Linked DNA regions of Mus musculus: region 1 is linked to region 2. The links are chromatin contacts, called in public promoter capture Hi-C maps. All regions are on one chromosome and are shown on one strand. Each heading gives the region's core, a stretch centred on a gene start, on an enhancer-like site or on the middle of the called end of the contact. The rest is flanking DNA. Distances are from core to core; before and after follow the strand shown.

What was found. Promoter capture Hi-C pulls out the DNA fragments that hold promoters and counts their contacts.
Region 1: a promoter capture Hi-C map of pre-B cells shows a contact between it and region 2, with 2.6 times the contacts expected there. The contact joins the promoter of Dpf2 here to the promoter of Stip1 in region 2.

The regions. Positions count from the first base shown.
Region 1 is chr19:5,909,942-5,914,283 of GRCm38.p6, forward strand. Dpf2 (D4, zinc and double PHD fingers family 2) reads right to left here and starts at 2,930. Exons shown (of 11, transcript NM_011262.5): 1 at 2,800-2,930. The coding sequence starts at 2,831. Gm42067 (predicted gene, 42067) reads left to right here and starts at 3,013. Exons shown (of 2, transcript NR_168272.1): 1 at 3,013-3,131.
Region 2 is chr19:7,038,449-7,042,882 of GRCm38.p6, forward strand. Stip1 (stress-induced phosphoprotein 1) reads right to left here and starts at 1,578. Exons shown (of 14, transcript NM_016737.2): 1 at 1,432-1,578. The coding sequence starts at 1,440.

The DNA.
Region 1 (4,342 bases), core at 1,680-4,179, 1.1 Mb before region 2:
TGAAAAGCCTGGCTTGGCTCTAACCACCACATGGACACAGCCATGTAACTAAGTAACCTGTATGAACCTCCATTCCTCTCCCATAGATTGGAGCAGTTAGACTAGATGAGCTCTGACCTACCAGGATTCTGATGAAGAGAATAGGGATAAGAATGCATGAAAAGCAGGAAGGAGTAAGGTCTCAGTGTCTAATGCTATTACTAAAGCTGTATCAACAAGCCCTAATGTAGACTCTGATGGGGACTTTCACTGAGCAGTCACAAGAGACCACTGCACAGCTTAGTTTGTTCCCAGCAAACACAGCACACACAGCAACACTACAAGTACAGCCTGAGTGGGTTCAGTGAGCAGGAATAACTATAATTAAGGGATAAATGTGCTGGAGAGCACAGCACAGAAGAGAGCAGGCTCACACTGGCTCGCCTTTAGGAGGCAGCCACGTCCTTACCACACAGGAAAATTGGATAAACAAGGCTGACTGCAGCAGCTCCTTTGTTTCTGCTGATGGGAATTGATACTGACACTGGAAGTCAAACGGAAGAAAGGACCAGCCCTGTGGGGCTGAAGACTGCAAAGTCAGAGTGCGGAGCCTGAGGGAGGCCTGGAGGGATGACTGGAACGTCCAGTCGGGGCCCCTGCAGGCCAGGTAAGATTCTAGAAGGCCAAGCAGGTGCTCTAGTAGGAAAGATGGCCGGATAAGACTGCATGAGTGTGTGCATGTGTGCGTGTGAAGAGAGCAAAAGAGGAGAGTGCACACAAATTCAAGACTCTGTAGCAAAAAATTCCAAGCTTCTGTTATTCTATGGATAGCCTTATATAACTCTAGAAAGTTTTAAAAACTAGCTGGCAGCCATGGTTATTTTAACACTAGTATTTACTCTAATAAGACCACTATAAAGACTATTTCAACCATGACGTTGTAATTGAGAAAAACAGAAAATTAAGACAGAAAGTCTTCTCACACGGCAAAAAATGAAAAAGATGAGCTAGTGGTCTTTCCCTCAGTGAGTGATGGCAGCTGACAGAAGACAGAAGCATACTATTTTTTTTAAAAAGGCATCAGAAAGGCATCTTTCCAGAGTGAGAATGGTGTGAGAATCAAAGCCTTCCCTGTAAAGGGAAAGTTCCCCGGGGAACATGTTAGGAGCTTCCAGTCTTCTGCACTACAGCTGAGGAGAAGCAAGTTAGTGCCCCACTGATACTCAGGAACCAGTGAGTTAAAGAGGCATGAAGAGCAATGCTCTATTTAAATGGGCACCCAACACTTAAAATACTACACCAATGGGTTGGCAACTCCATTTTCTGCCAGACCATCTTTCAACATGAAGAACTCCATTGACATCTAATTCTGAAAACCTAGGCAAGCATATTCTTTTAGACAGTAAGATTTTCAGGGTAAAAGCTGTGACTCCTCCTTTCACAGGAAACCTGGGGGGTGGGGAGGGGGCACAGGACAACTCCCCTTCCAGGGGAATAAGGGGGGTCCAACAAAGAGAAAGGCAGGGTAATAAAGACTTAACTTCTGAGTCCAGAAGGAGAACTATAAAATTGGTAAATTAACAGCCTCATTTCTAAATTGAGGGAAATGTCAGCCTGAAGAGAGCCGGGGATCCGGAGTGGGCAGATCACAGAGATAATAGCGTTGGGAGGAGGGGTGGTTGAAATAGGCAGCAGGATGAAGCCAAAAGCGAGATTAAAAAAAAAAAAAAAGCCACAAGAGAAGGCACTTAGCTTAATGGAAGTGGAAAAGCATTTTCAAAGAAAGGGGCTGCAAGCAGCAGGGAAGAAGCAACTTAACCTTAAAAAAAATTTTTTAAAAGCCTCTTGGGACGATTGGGGCTCAGCCCACGACAAAGACAGATAAAGCTGCGAAAAGTCCTCCAGAATGGTTCCAAAACCTTTACTTTGTCATCCAGAATCCAAAAGCTTTGATTGGACAGCTGAAACACTTCAATTTCTCTATCCTTACATCACGTCTAACATGGCCATTAAGGGAAGAGAAGGCCATTCTTAAATCCAATGGGCACCCCGTTCCAAAACTCTGATTCTTCTTCAAGAAGGAAGGAAGAGCCTCATCCAAACATCTCCAACTGAGGGGAAGCGACTAGCAGGCCAGTCCCCGTTCCCGGTGTCGCCCAACAACCGTTTATTTCAGCTCCACTGGAAATCTGACCCGCACAATGGCATCTGGGGGACAGAGAACGCCCACCTCAGGGCTCCTGCGGACTGGAAGGCCATCTGGCTCCGGTCTAGTTCCCCACTCCCCGAAGTTCTGCTCTTGGACCAGTTCTTCCCAAGAACATTTTTAGTTTCGTGGACCCCGGATTTCCCGGTTAACGTCACCAGGCTGCTTAAGTCTTAGGACTCCGCAGGGACGGCGGAGCCTATGGCCCCAGGGACGGCGGTGGGCGGGGAGGGGACCCCGATCTCCTAGTGCCGCCGGCCTCGGCTTGGCGGGACTGACGCGTCTCCAGAGAGGGGCCAGGGACCGTGAGCCTCTCCTTCGCAGCCCGCAGCTCCGCTCGGGGCTCGGCCCGCGAGGAGGACACCCGTCGGGGGCTCCGGTGTGCCCCCCTCCAGTCCTCCACAAGTTTCCAAAAGAAGCCCAGCGCCGTCTCCCGAGTCTCCTGTTGCCCTCCCTCCCAGCAGTCGCACAGCAAGGACTTCCCGGGCATGTCCTTCTCTCTACCTTGTCTCTTCCCGCACCTCCCTCTCTACTCCCAGGTCCTTTACAAGATTTCTGGTACATGAGAGATTAAAAAAGAAAAAAGAGACAAACAAACAAAAAAGACCACTCACAGCTTCACTACATTCTCCACCACAGCCGCCATCTTCCCTGTTCCTCTCCCTCAGGCCGGGAGGCCCCGAAACCTACAACGCGCAGGCGCTAAGCCTTCTCAGGACACAGGGTCCTCGACCCTCTGCGCAGGCGCAGCTAGGGGGTGCGCGCACGCACAGGCCCACGAGAGCGAGCGCTCGAGAACGACCTGTCCTGAAGGAGCCTAGGATCCCAGTGCGCAGGCGCGATTGGAAAACTTACATGCCCTCTGCAGCTCATTCTAGAGATCCGTCTCCCCTCCATTTAGTGACGCCTCAGCTAGGAGATCTGGCTCGGTTGGAAAGTGAGAAAGGTAAGTGAAAAGGCCACGCGGATAGGCTAGAAGTTGCAAACAGTGTCCTGCCTGGCTGGCCGTTAGCCACGAGGTTGACACACAGGGAGAGATTGGTGGGTAGGTAGTGAAAGGTCAGAGTCCCAGTCCTTTAGGTACCTCTGTTCCCAGTCAGCCCATTTTAGAGAATGGAAAGTGAGTGCCCAAAATGGGCTGTTCTTGGGCCTGACTCTCATTCGGACAATTCCTGCCAGTAAACCCGGTCCTTGAACTTCACTGGCACCCACCTCTTCTCTCTTGCTTGCCTCTCTCTCCCTCTTCCTCTCCCTCTCTCTCCCTCTCCCCTCTCCCTCTCTCTCCATTCCTTTGCTCTGTATGTCTGTCTTTGTGTGCGTGCATGTGCCATAGCATATGTGTAAGAGTGAGAGAGCAGCTTGGGGATGTGAGTTCTTTCATTCTACTTTGTACCTGGGGGATGGTGGTCAGGTTGTCAGGCGTGGTGCCCAGAGTCCGTATCTGCTGTGTCATCCCACAAGCCCTTGATTGCTATTACCAAGCCATTCTCCACATTGAAAGTTTTCACTGGTGTGACTAGCCCTCTTAGTTCTATACTATTTATTTCTCCTTCAGTATCGAGTTATGCAAATCCATGAACAAACATGTTTCCCCTTAAAGAAGAAACCAGCCGGGCGGTAGGGGCACACACCTTTAATCCCAGCACTTGGGAGGCAGAGACAGGAGGATTTCTGAGTTTAAGGCCAGCCTGGTCTACAAAGTGAGTTCCAGGACAGCCAGGGCTACACAGAGAAGCACTGTCTCAAAAAAACAAAAGCAAAAACAAAAACAAAACAAGAAGAAGAAGAAACCAACAGGACTCCCTTAAGCCCATTGGCACTGCATCTCAGCCCATTTCTTTTCACTCTTTCTAAGCAGATTTTCATTCGTATTCTGTACTGCCCTGTTTTCCTAGGCTCTCTTCTGCTTACTGAGTGCTTTTGTTCCCACCAGGCCTTTTGAAATAACTCCTAACAAAGTCACCAAACCTCGGTTTCAATGGATTTAGAAGCGATCTACTCTCTGTCCATGTTGGACCTGATATATATGTGTATATGTATATGTATGCATAGATTGTCTTTTTTTCTTTAGGAGGTAGGAGGATTGCCACAAGTTCAAGGCCCATGCAGGCTACACAAGCTCCAAGCCACTGGGGCTACATAGAAAACCTGAGGGAC
Region 2 (4,434 bases), core at 328-2,827:
GCCTCCCAAGTGCTGGGATTAAAGGCTTACTTATGCCACCACCACCTGGCTCAAATGTACAATTTCCAATATTCAAACGCATTTGTGTATATGCTAGTGCATGGGGCAGACATTGGAAGTCAGGGTCTTCCTCCAACACTCTCCACCTTACTCTGAGACAGAATCTCAATGAATCTGGAGCTCACAGACAGGCCTGAGATGCTCGGGTCTCCCCTCCCCTCACCGATTTAGTGGGTAAAGGCAATCGGAACCCAGGCCTTCATCCTTAGACATCAAACGCTGAACCAACTGAGCCATCTCTAAGCCCAACGCTCAAATTTGTCATCTTACTGTAAGTTTGCAGTCCACAGGAACACTTGCACACTTGTATAATGGCTGGCAGGATTTTTCCCCACTGAGGAGGGTGGGGAGGATGGACGGGGTAGACCATAGCTCTAAATTCAGGCCCTGTGTTTGATCCCTAGTGCCACACAATGAATGAATGAATGATAATGAAAAACAACCTCTTTTTGTTGTAACAGAGCAAGGTGTTACTCATACCAAAAAAGCGTCTCTCTTGTCCGTACTGCAGTTACAGTTTAATTACTCCAAGGGTACAGAAAGTTGATTAACCTCTCCATTTAGTCTTATTAACAAGGTGAGAGGCCCCACGGTCCCTCACAGTGACTATTCCAGAACAAAAGGTTTTACTTTATACATCACAGTAAAAGTAGTAGTAAGCTGTGCTCTTTTTGTATGTGTGTGTTTGGATGAATCACAACGGTTCAATGACAGCTTCCAAGGTAACAAAACCTCTCCAGGCCTCAGATGCAGGCCACTGTAGCCTGAGCTAAATCACCAAGGTAAGGACGGCAGGTTTCCCTCTGTGCCCCAGATCAGATGCTGAGCGGTAGAGACAGGGACTTCTAGCTCCTCACTATCGGCTCACAACTGTCTAAAACCACTAAATCCTGTGTAATCGGGAACGGAATTTCCAAGGGTCGGATACTCAGTCACCCCACAGTCACTACGAAAAGTGGGGGGAGGGGCGACATATGTATGCCTCAGGGAGCCCTGGTGACACTGTCCGCGCCCGCCTTCTCTGCAGTCGCGCGGGTCCTTTTCCCGGGCGCACACAGATGCCGTGTACCCCGAAGGCTGCTGGGGTGATCGGTCACCGGATCCCTCCAAGTTCGCAGCGGCCGACAGGGGCCTCTCCGCGCTGAGGAGGCCCGGCCCCCAGAAGCTTCGGGGCCCGGCCGCGGCCAGGCCTGTTCCCGCTCCACTCGGCGGGTCGCGGGGGCGACGGGCGCTCGCCATTCTCCCCTCACACGCCCGACCGCGGCTCTCACGCCCGCGCCTCGGCCGCCCGACCCGGCCCCCCAACCACTCGCTTCTCCCCGCCAACAGGCCTGCGCTGCCCCGGGGCCCCGGCCGCCCCTCCCCCTTCACCTGCTCCATAGCCTGGCCCGGAACCCCGTTGAATCGAATTCGTCCGCTCCGCGTTCCCAACCGCACGCGCCGCCTTCTGGAACCTACTAGAAGCTGCCGGGACCCCCAGGTTACCGCCCCTTCCTCGCCTGCTCACTGGTTGAACACGTCCAGGAGGCTCTGCTCGCCCCTTTTATAGGCTTAAAGTTCAGTCAATCATCGTGACTTCTCTTTCATTGGTTTTTTACGGGTCTTCTCTTCAGCCCTGCCTCCTCTGCACCTCCGGATTGGACACTCCGCGGCAAGTCCCGCCTATTTCAGGGCTAGGCTAACTGAGGGAGGAGCGGGTCTTGACGACACGGATTGGTTGGTTAGTCCGTCAATTGTAGCTGGCCTGGCCGCACCCATTGGTCCTGTTCTTTCTGGAAATTTCCACAACTCTCATTGGGCTGAAGGACTCCTAGACGGAACCGCCTTTCAGAGGAAACATTCAATTGGGTGGATGGGTGGGGAAAAAAAAAAATTTGGCCATTCCTGGCGCTGATTGGTTTATGCCGCTGCCCTGTAAGGGGGTGCTCGGCTGGCTGGTGGTTCGTGGGGAGTCGAGCATCTGGCCCGGTGTCGCCTAGGCTTTAACTACAGCGTTACAAGCTGTTTTCCCTGAGTCTGAGACTGTTGGCCCGCGCTTCCTCGCATCCTGACTATTAGGCCCGGAATGTACCCAAAATATTGCGGGCTATGACGGGCCTGCGTTGAATGTTCCCAAAATGCTGCGGGCCACGACAGGCCTCCGCTTTTCCGGCAGTGTCCTGGCGGACCGGCTGCTTGGCCCTTACTCTCTGAACTCAGCTGCAAGCTTTGGTCACCATGGCCTGCCAGCAGAAATGCTACTTGGGTTGCAGGCTTAGCGTGTAGCTTATGGAACGACAGAGACTGATGATCAGGGGTCTGGACAGGATTTGTATAAGGAACGTGGGCTGTGCGGTGCCATGTCTGTGCCAGTAGCACCAATGCATACCCTCTCCATCCGGTTACCCCTTATCTGTTCACTTATGCCTACCTAGTTCTTTCTCCTGCCTCACTTAAGATCGGAGGAAATGAGCGGTGGTGGCATACAGCACGCAGGAAGCAGAGGCAGGTGTATCTCTTAAGCTAGCCTGATCTACATAGTGAGGTCCAGGACAGCCAGAGCTATCCATACCAGAACTATATAGTGAGACCCTGTCTCAAGAGAGAGGGAGAGGGAAGAGGCAGAGTGCTGAAATTACAGGTGTGAGCCAAATGTGGCAAGAGTACTTTTTGGGTGACTGGAGATAGAAACAAAGGTCTTGTCTGTGCTACACAAGCCCTCTACCCATGAGCCTCCAACCTTCTGTTTGACAAAAAGAAAATACAAAGGTTAGGTTTTTTGGTTGTTTTTTTTTTTTTTTTTTTTTTTTAATTACAAAAGGCATGTATACAAAGTGCATGATTAAGCCAGGCATGATGGAGTGGACCTTTAATCCCGCACTGGGATGGGGGCTGGGGGTTAGGTAGATCTGTGTGAGTTGGAGGCCAGCCTGGACTACAAAATGAGTTCCACGACAGCCAGGGTTCTGTTACACTGAGAAACCCAGCCTGGAAAAAAACAAAGACACCACCACCAACAAAAAAAGTGCATGACTGCAATCCCAAATTTTGGGAGTTGGAAAAGGGAGGGAGATCAGAATTCAAGGCCAGCCTGAGCAAATGAAGAAAAAAAAATGGAAGGAAGGGGAAGGGAAGGGCTTGAGATGGCTTGAAAATGTGGTAAAGGGTGTTTATTCCCCAACCAAGCAAGCCAGGCAACCTGAGTTTGAGTCCTTGAACACACACAACAGAGATATATCACCACTTCAAGGCCGACAATGCTTCCCCCCCCCCGCCCCCCCCCCCGACATGTTTTTTCTGTGTAGCCCTGGCTGTCCTGGAGCTCACTCTGTAGACCAGGCTGGCCTTGACTCAGAAATCCGCCTGCCTCTGCCTCCCAAATGCTGGGATTAAAGGCATGCACTACCACGCGCCCGGCTTCGGCTTTTTTTTTTTTTGGTTTGACAATGCATTTTTTTTTTAAACCTTAAAAATAATGACAAGGGCCGGGCATGTAGGTGCACGCCTTTAATCCCAGTACTTGGGAGGCAGAGGCAAGTGGATTTCTGAGTCAAGGCCAGCCTGGTCTACAGAGTGAGCTCCAGGACAGCCAGGACTACACAGAGAAACCATGTCTTGAAAAAACAAATAAAAATAAAATAAAAACTTAATAAAAGCTGTGTTTCCCAGTTATTTTTCTATTGCTCTAAAGAGGCACCATGATCAAAGCAACTTACAAAAGAGTTTATTGACGTTTTCAGTTCCAGGGAGTAAGTCTAAGACTGCTATGGTGGGTAGCATGGGAGCAGGCAGGCAGTCCTGGTACTGGAGCAATAGCTAAGAGATATACACAGAGAAACCCTGTCTCAAAAAAAAAAAAAAAAAAAAAAAAAAAACAGAGAGAGATGACAGAGACCTGGGATAGGGGTAGCTTCCAGGAGCTATGGGGATGACTTTAGCTGAGACTCCTAACAATGAGAAGCCGGGTGTGGTGGCGCACGCCTTTAATCCCAGCACTCGGGAGGCAGAGGCAGGTGGATTTCTGAGTTCGAGGCCAGCCTGGTCTACAAAGTGAGTTCCAGGACATCCAGGGCTCTACAGAGAAACCCTGTCTCGAAAAAATCAAAAAAACAAACAAACTAAAAATGAGAAGATATGGAACTTGAGGTCACCTCCTGTAGCCAGGCAGTACCCCTAGTGGAGGTGATAAGGAGACCAACCCCCCCCCAAAAAAAAAAAAAACCTATTTACAAGATGCCCCGGGACACAGATGGAGCAGAGACTGAGGGAATGGCCAATGACTGGCACAAGTTGAGCCCATCCCACAGGCAAGCACTAATCCCTGACACTATTAACGATACTCTGTTATGCTTACAGACAGCCTAGCATAGCTGTCCTCTGAGAGGCTCTACCTAG